Linked DNA regions of Rattus norvegicus: region 1 is linked to region 2. A link is a contact called in public Hi-C data. All regions are on one chromosome and are shown on one strand. Each heading gives the region's core, a stretch centred on a gene start, on an enhancer-like site or on the middle of the called end of the contact. The rest is flanking DNA. Distances are from core to core; before and after follow the strand shown. Region 1 holds the start of Hrh1 (histamine receptor H 1). Region 2 has its middle 41 kb from the start of Hrh1.

Evidence for each region. A called contact is a pair of places that touch in the nucleus more often than the background predicts.
Region 1: a Hi-C map of frontal cortex shows a contact between it and region 2, with 2.5 times the contacts expected there. The contact joins the promoter of Hrh1 here to the enhancer-like site in region 2. A contact is called at or near these places in 1 of 12 Hi-C or Micro-C datasets (frontal cortex) and 1 of 1 datasets of contacts at active chromatin or transcription factors (oligodendrocytes).

Annotation. Positions count from the first base shown.
Region 1 is chr4:149,117,339-149,122,027 of GRCr8, reverse strand. It overlaps Hrh1 (histamine receptor H 1), which reads right to left and starts at 1,517. Exons shown (of 2, transcript NM_017018.2): 1 at 1,455-1,517.
Region 2 is chr4:149,077,795-149,082,057 of GRCr8, reverse strand. No RefSeq gene overlaps it. Among named protein-coding and RNA genes, the nearest start is that of Hrh1, 41 kb to the left of the region's middle. Within about 2 kb of position 1,392, at least 7 of the 93 cell types and tissues checked have an H3K27ac peak or open chromatin away from gene starts, as enhancers often do.

The sequences.
Region 1 (4,689 bases), core at 268-2,767, 40 kb before region 2:
GACACTCACTAGCAGCCACCCACCCAAAGAGACCTATTAGAGGCAGAAGCAGGGGTGCTGTGGACCCTGTTGCCTAGCACCCCTCTATTGTTTATCTCCACCGCTGTCAGCCACAGCACAGAAGGACCCGAGGTTCCATCTGCCACTTGAGCTTCACTGGTAGTCTAAGATACAGGCAAGATTGGTACTCAATCCACTCCACCATGGACCAGCTGGCCAACTCTAAGCAATCTATTTAACCTCTGTGAGTGCCCACCTATTGCTCAATAGTGGTGCCTTGCGTGGCTGCTGTATAAACTATGTCCATCCAAAACCATCTCGGGTGGGCTCTTTCTCTGTCTTCAAGGGCTGCTGGTGGCCTCCAGGCATCCAAGAGGGCAGCATTCAAACTCGACCTGTCATAGCTCTGCCTACTCTCTCCTTCATGTTCCAGTAACATACTTCACCCGGGTTCATGGTCCCGCCCTCCCTCTCCCCCCACCCCCCAATAAGGAATCCATTCTCCAAGCGCTCAGCCCGGGGATCTTCTGGAGGGATACTTCCAGTTCCCTCAGCTCCATTCCGTCCGGAGGTGGGAGCCCCCTGTTGGAGGACAGCTTCCCTGACTGGAGCAACCCTGTATCTCCATCTCCCAAGCTAGCGAGCACCTCAAAGGTGGCTTCGGTAAAGAACAGTTGTGCTCTGGTTCAAGATTCTAACTTTCAGAGCAACCCAGCGTAAATTCCAGAATTTTGGTATCCCCTAGCGCTCTCCCGGAAAAGGTAGCCTTCAAGGATCTCCATCATCAGAACACACCCTGGCTACAGCCTTTTGGTTCAGGGGGAAAAATGTTACAGCCAGCTAGGAAAAGAGGGAGCACTGGTTCAGACGCTTCTCATACCCAGAGACCTGGTTTGGGTTCCACCTAGCTAAGAAGCTTGGAGTCATCCAATTCAGGTTCAAGGCTCTTCTCTAAGGGACAACTTTCCCTTCCCAAGCCTCAGTTTCCTCCTCTGAAAAGTGGGTATACTAGTAATACCTGGGTCCTGGAGGTTCAGAAGGATTTGAAAGATAGTGGATGTCGGATGTCCGGAGCTTGGCAAGGAGATAGGACCTCCACCCAGGGTCTCTGTCCACGGTTAGCATCAAAGCCAAAAACCCCGAGGAAGCTCCGGGAGCCGCTGAGGTGGCCCCCTGACCCAGAAGTCAGGAGGCCGACTCTAACGGGTGCGCCCGGCCCCAGCTCCCGGAAGCCACAGGTGTTTGCGCGTCCAGGCACAGCACCCACAGCTCCGCTACCCTGCCCAGGCCGCCGGCTTTGCCAGAGCATCCTGCGCGCCCACCTCGTGCGGCCACCTGCGGAGTGTCCCTACAGCCCTGCGGGGGCGAGGACCTCAGAGCTGGGCCTGAGCGCATCCTCGCCAGCCGCCCGCCACCGGGTTCCCGCCCCCTGCCCGCGCTGCGCTCCGACTCACCCGAGCCAGCTCCGGGGAAAGTTTGGTGGCGGCGGCCAGTCTGCTCGATGCGGTGGCGGCGGCCGCGGGGGTGGCCGGAGCACGCGAAGGCGGGCACGGGGGAGGAGCCGCTGAGGGGCCCGCCTACCAGCATCCCCAGGGCACCTTCCCCCGCCCAGCTTCCACCGCCGCGCCCCGCATCCGTGGCGGAGCCCTGAGCTTGGCAAGAGGCCAAGGACGGGTAGGAAGCCAGACGACAGCCCTCCGCCACTGCCACTGCATTCTCACCCGAAGGCACGCAGAGCCTCAGATAAGGAGGAACCGACAGAGGACTTCGCAAATTCAACCACAGGTGGACAGAAAAAATAAGTGACACTGATTGACCTGATCACCAAGACTCCGGAGGTTTAGAACCGCATAGCCACATTCTCTAGACCCTGAAGAATGAATGCGCTCTCGCCTTCCGCCCTCCTCGCCTCCTTCTCTCCTGTCCTCATCTAGCAAGGCTGAGCTGGAACTCAGGGTCTTGCACTAAGCTCTCCTAGTTCAACTTTCACCGTACCATTTCACTTCGGAACCTGTGCTGTCTAAGAGGGGAAGGCGTGTGTGTGTGTGTGTGTGTGTGTGTGTGTGTGTGTGTGTGTGTGTGTGTTGGAGAAACTTAAGGAACTGTTTTCGTTTTCTGAGCTAGGAGAGGGCGTTTCTCCTTTCATCTTTGCTACCCGGAAAACCCTTTTAACGTTCAATTGTGGCTTCAGATGGCAGGCAACACTCAGGGAAGGGAAGGCCACTGAGGGAGGGGGGTGTCCCTTCCTTGCTATGACACCCTGCACCACCCCCTAGAAGGAGCTCATCCTCCTGCAGTGGTGTGGAGTCTTGGGAATGCAGGCCCCCACCCCATGGGGCTCATTTCAACAGACTCGTATGAATGCTTTAGTCCTCTTTCAGTCCTCAGGGCCCTTATTTAAAACTCAAACGACATGAGTAAAAAGGAGCAATCATCATTCCTATTTACAGATGAGAGAAGTGAGGCCTGTTAACGTCTACAGTGTCACAGAGAGAACTGAACTTCTATCCTATCTAGCCCAAGTCCAAGGGCCAAAGTTTTCAACTTGGTGGAGCTGAGGACAAGTTCATGATGTCATTTACATAAAGGGCTTACTTGGTAAGAGACCCCACTGTAGCCCTTGACCTTGAGCCTGTCTGTGCCAGTCTGCAAGGTAGGACTCCAGGGTCATTTGAAATGCCATTAGGAACCCAGGCAACAGGTGGCTGAATTCAGGATAGCTGGCCGCCCTGGGTACCAACCTGGCCTGACCCTGACCCTTTCTGACCTGTACCTCAGGAGACCCAGGAGCTCAGGAATCTACAGCATGCTTTACTTCCAGTTGCTACTCTAAGGCTTCCATATTTACACTTTGTGGGACTAATGCACCATCTGGAACTGTGTGAGCGACTAGGATCACACCTGTTATAAACTGTAAGGCAAGATATTTCCTCCTCACAGCTGTGGAGCACACAGGAGTTGAGGCGTGTGGCAGAGAGCCTCGGAAATGGTGGGCTCCCTTTCATCTCTCTGCTTCCTGAAAGTCAGCAAAAGCCTGATAACTTGGAATTCTGCTCGAGAAGGTTTCACTTCCTTAGGCCTACTTAGGTCTGGTTCTACCCATGGGACTTTTAGAAAAATCAGCATTTTGGAAACAATGTGTCAGAAATCATTTGAAGCCTCTGTTGTTTATTTTGGGGGGGGGTGTTATTTGTTTCATTTAGTTTTGTTTTGTTGTAATTTCTGCGGTGACATTTGTGACTGACAGAGCATAGTGTAACCTGGGCCATGTCTATCTAAAGTCAGCCAACTACCAAGAGGTAGGTAGGTAGCAAGCGGAAAAACAAGGCTAGTTCTCCAGTTCTTCCATCCTGTGGAGGCGCTTTCCTGAGAGGAGTTAATGTGCCTGCTTCTCAGAGAAGCTCCAGGAGGAGGCTCTGTCTTCATCTGGTTTGCAAATGAGAAAGCTGAGTGTGACGTAATCAGGCACTTAGGAGGTAGAGTCAGGGAGGGTTTTGAGTTTAAGGCAACCTAGATCACCCAGTGAGATGTTGTTGTTGTTTTTAGAGCAGTCAGCTATTAAGTCATTCCAAGACCCGAGAGGAAGTCCTAAACCAGCTCTAGAAGCTGGGAGACAGTTCTGGCCTCTACACTTTGTGGAAGAGTGAGAGAAGGGAACTGTGAACTCAGAGCAGGGGTTAGAGGCAAGGAGAGAGAGCCCCTTAAAGCATCCCTGCTGGGTCACTGGCCACCTCTGTCTTTGCTTTGTATCTTAGAGCCTCAGTCTCCTTAAGTGAAGGTAAAATGAACACAGTGCCCCGGTCATATCTAGAATTTGAGTCACCATTACTTTTTGGTGCAAGCAACAGAAACCAGTAATAGGAGGTTCGACCAGAAAGGGTTCTTGAACCTCAAAGCTCAGCAGATGAGTCTAGATTTGGCACAGCCCATTCCAGAAGCTCTAAAACATCACTATGAGCTTCCCCAAGCTGCACCGGTCGAAGCCGGTGCACTGACGAGCTACGTCTTCCACGGGGAAAGCAGGAGGGATGACCAACTGACATACAAACCATTTCTTCTGAATACTTCAACAAACATCCCAAGACTAACTCTTGTTGGCCTGGCCTGGACCACATACAGAGCTCTGAAATCTTAATGGTTGTTCTTGGTTGGCCAAGCCTGGTCACATGCTGATGGCTGCTCTGGTGGTAAAGTCAGTCACTCTTTAGCCACTAAGGACTAGAAGAAGGCAAGAGATGGCTCTCCAGACTCAGGTTTGATGAGTGGAAAGTGACATTGGATCTAGAGGTTGCAGGAGTCTCCTCTCTCCAGAACTGTTACTGGGATTGGGTCAATGTGTGTGTGTGTGTGTGTGTGTGTGTGTGTGTGTGTGTGTGTGTGTGTGTGTAGGTCAGGGCAGTCCTTGGCTCTGGTGGGTGCTCGGTGACTGAGTCACCTCCCTTCCTTCCTCTTCTGGAAAACAGGAACTGCAGCTCACCAAATCCAGGCCAACTTCTCCCTGTTCACACAGGGAAACTGAGGAAGATCTGTTGAAGGGACTTGTCCAAGGTACCCCCTCCTTGTCAGTCATAGAGACATGTCTGACTGCGAACAAGTCCCACTGGAAGTGTCAGCTGTCAACTTGAGGTCCCCCACTGAAGAGGAGGGAGCCAACTGCTTTGCATAGATGTGACTGGAAACTCACAAAGC
Region 2 (4,263 bases), core at 143-2,642:
AGGCATGACAGCATGTGACTGGAGCAAAAAAACCTAAGAGATCACATCTCAACTGCAAGCAAGTAGCAGAGAGTTGGGTGAGGCTATGAGCTCCCAAAGGTCACCCCAATGATGTATTTCCCTCAGCAAGGCTGTACCTTCCAGGGTTCTATAACAGCCCCCAAAACAGCAGTACCATGTGTGGGCCAAGTATTCAAATACAGGAGCCTATGGGTGACATTTCTCACTTAAATCACCACAAAGAGCAACAGCATTTGACCTTCCAGGCTCTCGGGTGGCTTCGAGAAAGAGGACTTCAAATTTGGGGGTCTCAAGAGTAGGTTGATGTTCTGGGTGGGCTGGGGTAGGAACCCCTGTTCCTAGAGATATATAGTGTGGTCATGTGTTTGTTAAAGTTTCTCTTTGAGCCTCTGTTTCTTCTTCTTCACATAAGGAGGGTCATTCCTGTTGGGAGGGTTGGGAGGGTTGGGAGGGTTGGGAAGATCTCATGAGCCAAGCACGGGGGAATGGTAACCATCCCTTTCCCCTACTGCTTAACAGTGTCTGAGACGTTTTCAGACTATGCAACCCCATGGACCTGGTGAGTTAGTTATTGAAGCCCCTGGGCAGGACAGGTAGCTTCAAGGAGGTTAAGCTGCATCTAGGGGGTCTCTGGTTGGCAGAGGCTGTTCGCAAGTGTCATCTGTTTCAGTTATAAGAAAGAGTCCCAAGTGTCAGAGCGTTAAATGGCACAGTGGGTGCAAAGTGTTCAACAGAGTTCAGTCAAGTGCACTGGCTCAAGGAATGGGTTCTGGACTCAAGTGGGGTTTGGATCGTCTCTAGTATTTCCTAGGTGTTGCTAAGTTAGGAAATTGCTTAAGCTGCAGTCCTCAATTTCTCAACGTGTCAAGGGAGGGCTTAACCATACCAGAGGATGTTTCCATAACACAAATACGACAGGAAAAATCACAATGACTGGCAGATGACCAGACCTATGTGGTAGGATATGGCATTCTCTGGGGAATGGGACTCCATGTTCTTTAACTTCCCTGTCTGCCTGTCACTGCAATGGAATTGGACCTTAATCAGTTAGAGAAACATAATTGGATTTTAGTTAGACCACAGCAGGCTCTTTTTCTTTTTTAATCTTGAAAAGTGTTCTCTTTCTAGAAGGGGACATAGTAATTGAAAAGAATGTGGATTCAGACCAACCATGGAATTCTGAGTCATGCACAAGTCATGTGACCATGGACAAGTCACTTCCTCTCTGTGGAGTGTCTTCCTTCTTTACAGAATGTGGATAATTATGGCAGCACCGCAGGCTCCTGTGAGTATGATAGGACTCTGTAGGCTAAAGCCGCAGCCAAATCTCTTTGGCCCAGGACCAGCTCTTGAAGTCTGCAGCTTCCTGGCTTGGAAGCGTCCACAGAAGCAAGGCTTTGGCTCAGGGGTGCCTGGAGACTCTTGGCCAGAGAGAACCAGTGTTTGCTGCTTGTTCTATTGCTCTCCCTCAGCCCAGATTCCAGGCTCTTCTGCTCTTGTCTGGTGGTGACAACCTAGCCTGTTCAAGGATATAGCCTTTGGTGCCTCAGGCTGGGCAACTTTGAAACCCATACTCTTCTGTGAGCAACATCATCTCTCTGACCCTCAGGCTCCCATTTGGGAACCACGTTAAAAGTGGTCCCTTCCTCAAAGGGCACTTGGCTTGTGCATGGTGATCAGAGCTGGAACAAGATGACCACTGGTCATCCATTCCACAAATGTCTGCTGAGCACCTACTACGTGCTCTGTGCGTAGTATAAAATAGACAGACTCATCTCAGCCTTGGGGGTCTCTAGTCTAGTTGGGAGAGCAATATGAATAATGACATCCAAAGTGGTAAGTGCTGTCTTAGTCTGTTTGGGAGGAGCTGGGACAAAAAGTGCCCAGCACGGTGGCACACACATTTAATTCCTCTGCAGGAAGCAGAGGCAGGAGGATCTCTGGAAGACCAACTACTCAAGGGCAGCCTGGCCTACATAGCCGGTTCCAGGTCACCGAAGGCTATAGGCTATACAATGAGATCCTCTTTCAAAACAAATCATATCACACACACACACACACACACACACACACACACACACACACACACACGCACAGCACCACTGCCACCACCCAATAGGCCGCATTCAATGCTTTATGGCTAATTTTGGTTGCTATCTTAACAGACTTTAGAGTCCCTACAGAGACAAACCTCTCGGCCTGTCTACGAAGGGTTGTCCAGATTAGGTTAATTGAGTGAGGCAGCACCACTCCATGCCCCAGTGCACAACAGGTTCAGGCTGGAGCACCTCATCTAGTGGCTACTGAATTTTCAGGAGATAAGACCTTAGTGGCAGAAGCAGATCACTGGGGTGGGCCTTTGAAGACAGCCCCTGGAGTCTGACTTGGCTCTACTTCCTCACTTGCCATGACCTGGGCAGCCTCTGCTGCACATGCCCAGTGCCATGACCTGAGCTGCAGCTCTACACGTCCCTCACCCTCATGGACTGAAGAGCTCTCAAACCATGACCAAAATAAATGTCCCCTGTCTTGATGTGTTTCTGCCACATGCTTTTGTCACAGCAATCTGATAGGAATGAAGACAATCTTGCCATCACGTTATTGGGCAGTCAAGTTCTGCCCCCATGCAGACATTGATTAAGTAGCTAGTATAGAAAAGCAGACTCCAGTGTGGTTAGGCGCAAGACAGAACATTCTGGTCCTAGTCTATGACTGCTACAGGCCACCCCAAGTCATCCTTAGCTGATGGCGGGACACAGTCTATTAGGGACGTGGAGAAGTGCCTCCCTGGGGCTGACTGGTTCCTTACACTGTGTTCGTGCCAGGAGAGAGGGCCTCTAAAATGCTGTAGCCAAGCTACATGCACTGAATTGCACTCATCTCAAGAGCTTACTTCCCGCATCCATTAAGCTGCCTAACAAGCTACGGATTTCACCTCTGGAAACTCGTTTATTTTTAACAGTCATTATGCTAATGAGCAAAGGCTCTGCTGTTGCTCTTCCATGAAGAGAAACGGACCCCTCATTGTGGCGACTTCTGAAAGGGTGGGGGAGGGGCACCACGGAGAGAATGCTGACAGGCATTTGGGGACCAGGAGCTCCAAGTAGCTGCCTGCTCCCAGTATATCACACTATTTTTTTTCTCAAGGTCCTGGCAAGTTTACCTCTGACTTCATACTTGATGCCTTCTGTCCATCAACTTTGCTTCTATGTGAGGAGCACCCTACAGCCATGATAAAGCCTCTTACTCTGGTCAAGGAGCCAGTCCAAGGCTTCCCTGAACTCCCTGTCACAGGGGTCACTTTTTCCAATAGTAGTATCTACCTCTGATCCCCACACACTACTAAACTATGCCTGATTGCACAATCAGTCTTTGCCTATTGCTTTCAACAAGCTATCCATTTGTCCACTACTGGTTTTATTTTCCTGTTTTACGTATATGAAACACTCCATTAGTGTTCATTTTCTGTCTACCTGCCAGACCTCAAGTTTCAGCCTTCAGAGCTCGGCACTTGGTAAATACTATCCTCAAGGGACACAGATAGCAACATCTGTGGATGCTCTGGTCCCTTACATAGAATACAGTAGAATTTGCATGAAGGCTATACAGACCTGCCACATACATTATGTCATCTCTAGATTGTAATACTGACAGAACGTAGATGCTACCCAAATCTTTATCCTGCTCTGTGTAGAGAACACAACCTCCCCAAGCCCTAACATGTTCCTGAATCTGTGCGTGTGGCTCTGCAGATGTAAGGGGCTAACTATACCGAACCCTAACTTGGGGAACTGGCACAGCCATATGCACTGGAAACGTAGAGTCATGAAGCCAGCACAGCAGCCTGACACAGTCCCAGCAAAGCTGAGCGGATTGCCGCAACCTCTGTCCTTCATCTCCAGCTTTAGGGTTTTGGTTCCTGTGTGCTGCATTCTTGGGGATTTTCTGCATGATGATTCATTTTATGTCTTCTCCAGAGAAAACCGTATCTGAGTCTTTTTAGGAAAATCCTAAAATTAACTTTGGCTACAATTTGGAAGTCTTTCTGATGCCCTGGAGATGATTAAGCACAGATGAGCCCATGGCTAGATGAGGCCATTACTCCAGGAATCTTCTTGGGGTGTCTGCCCCTGAGCAAACTCAAGCAGTATAAATGGTGCAGGATGATCTTAGATAACTAATACTCTGACTGGTCAGGAGAATAGGTTATAGATTCAAAGTCTCTTTTTATTATAGGTTTTA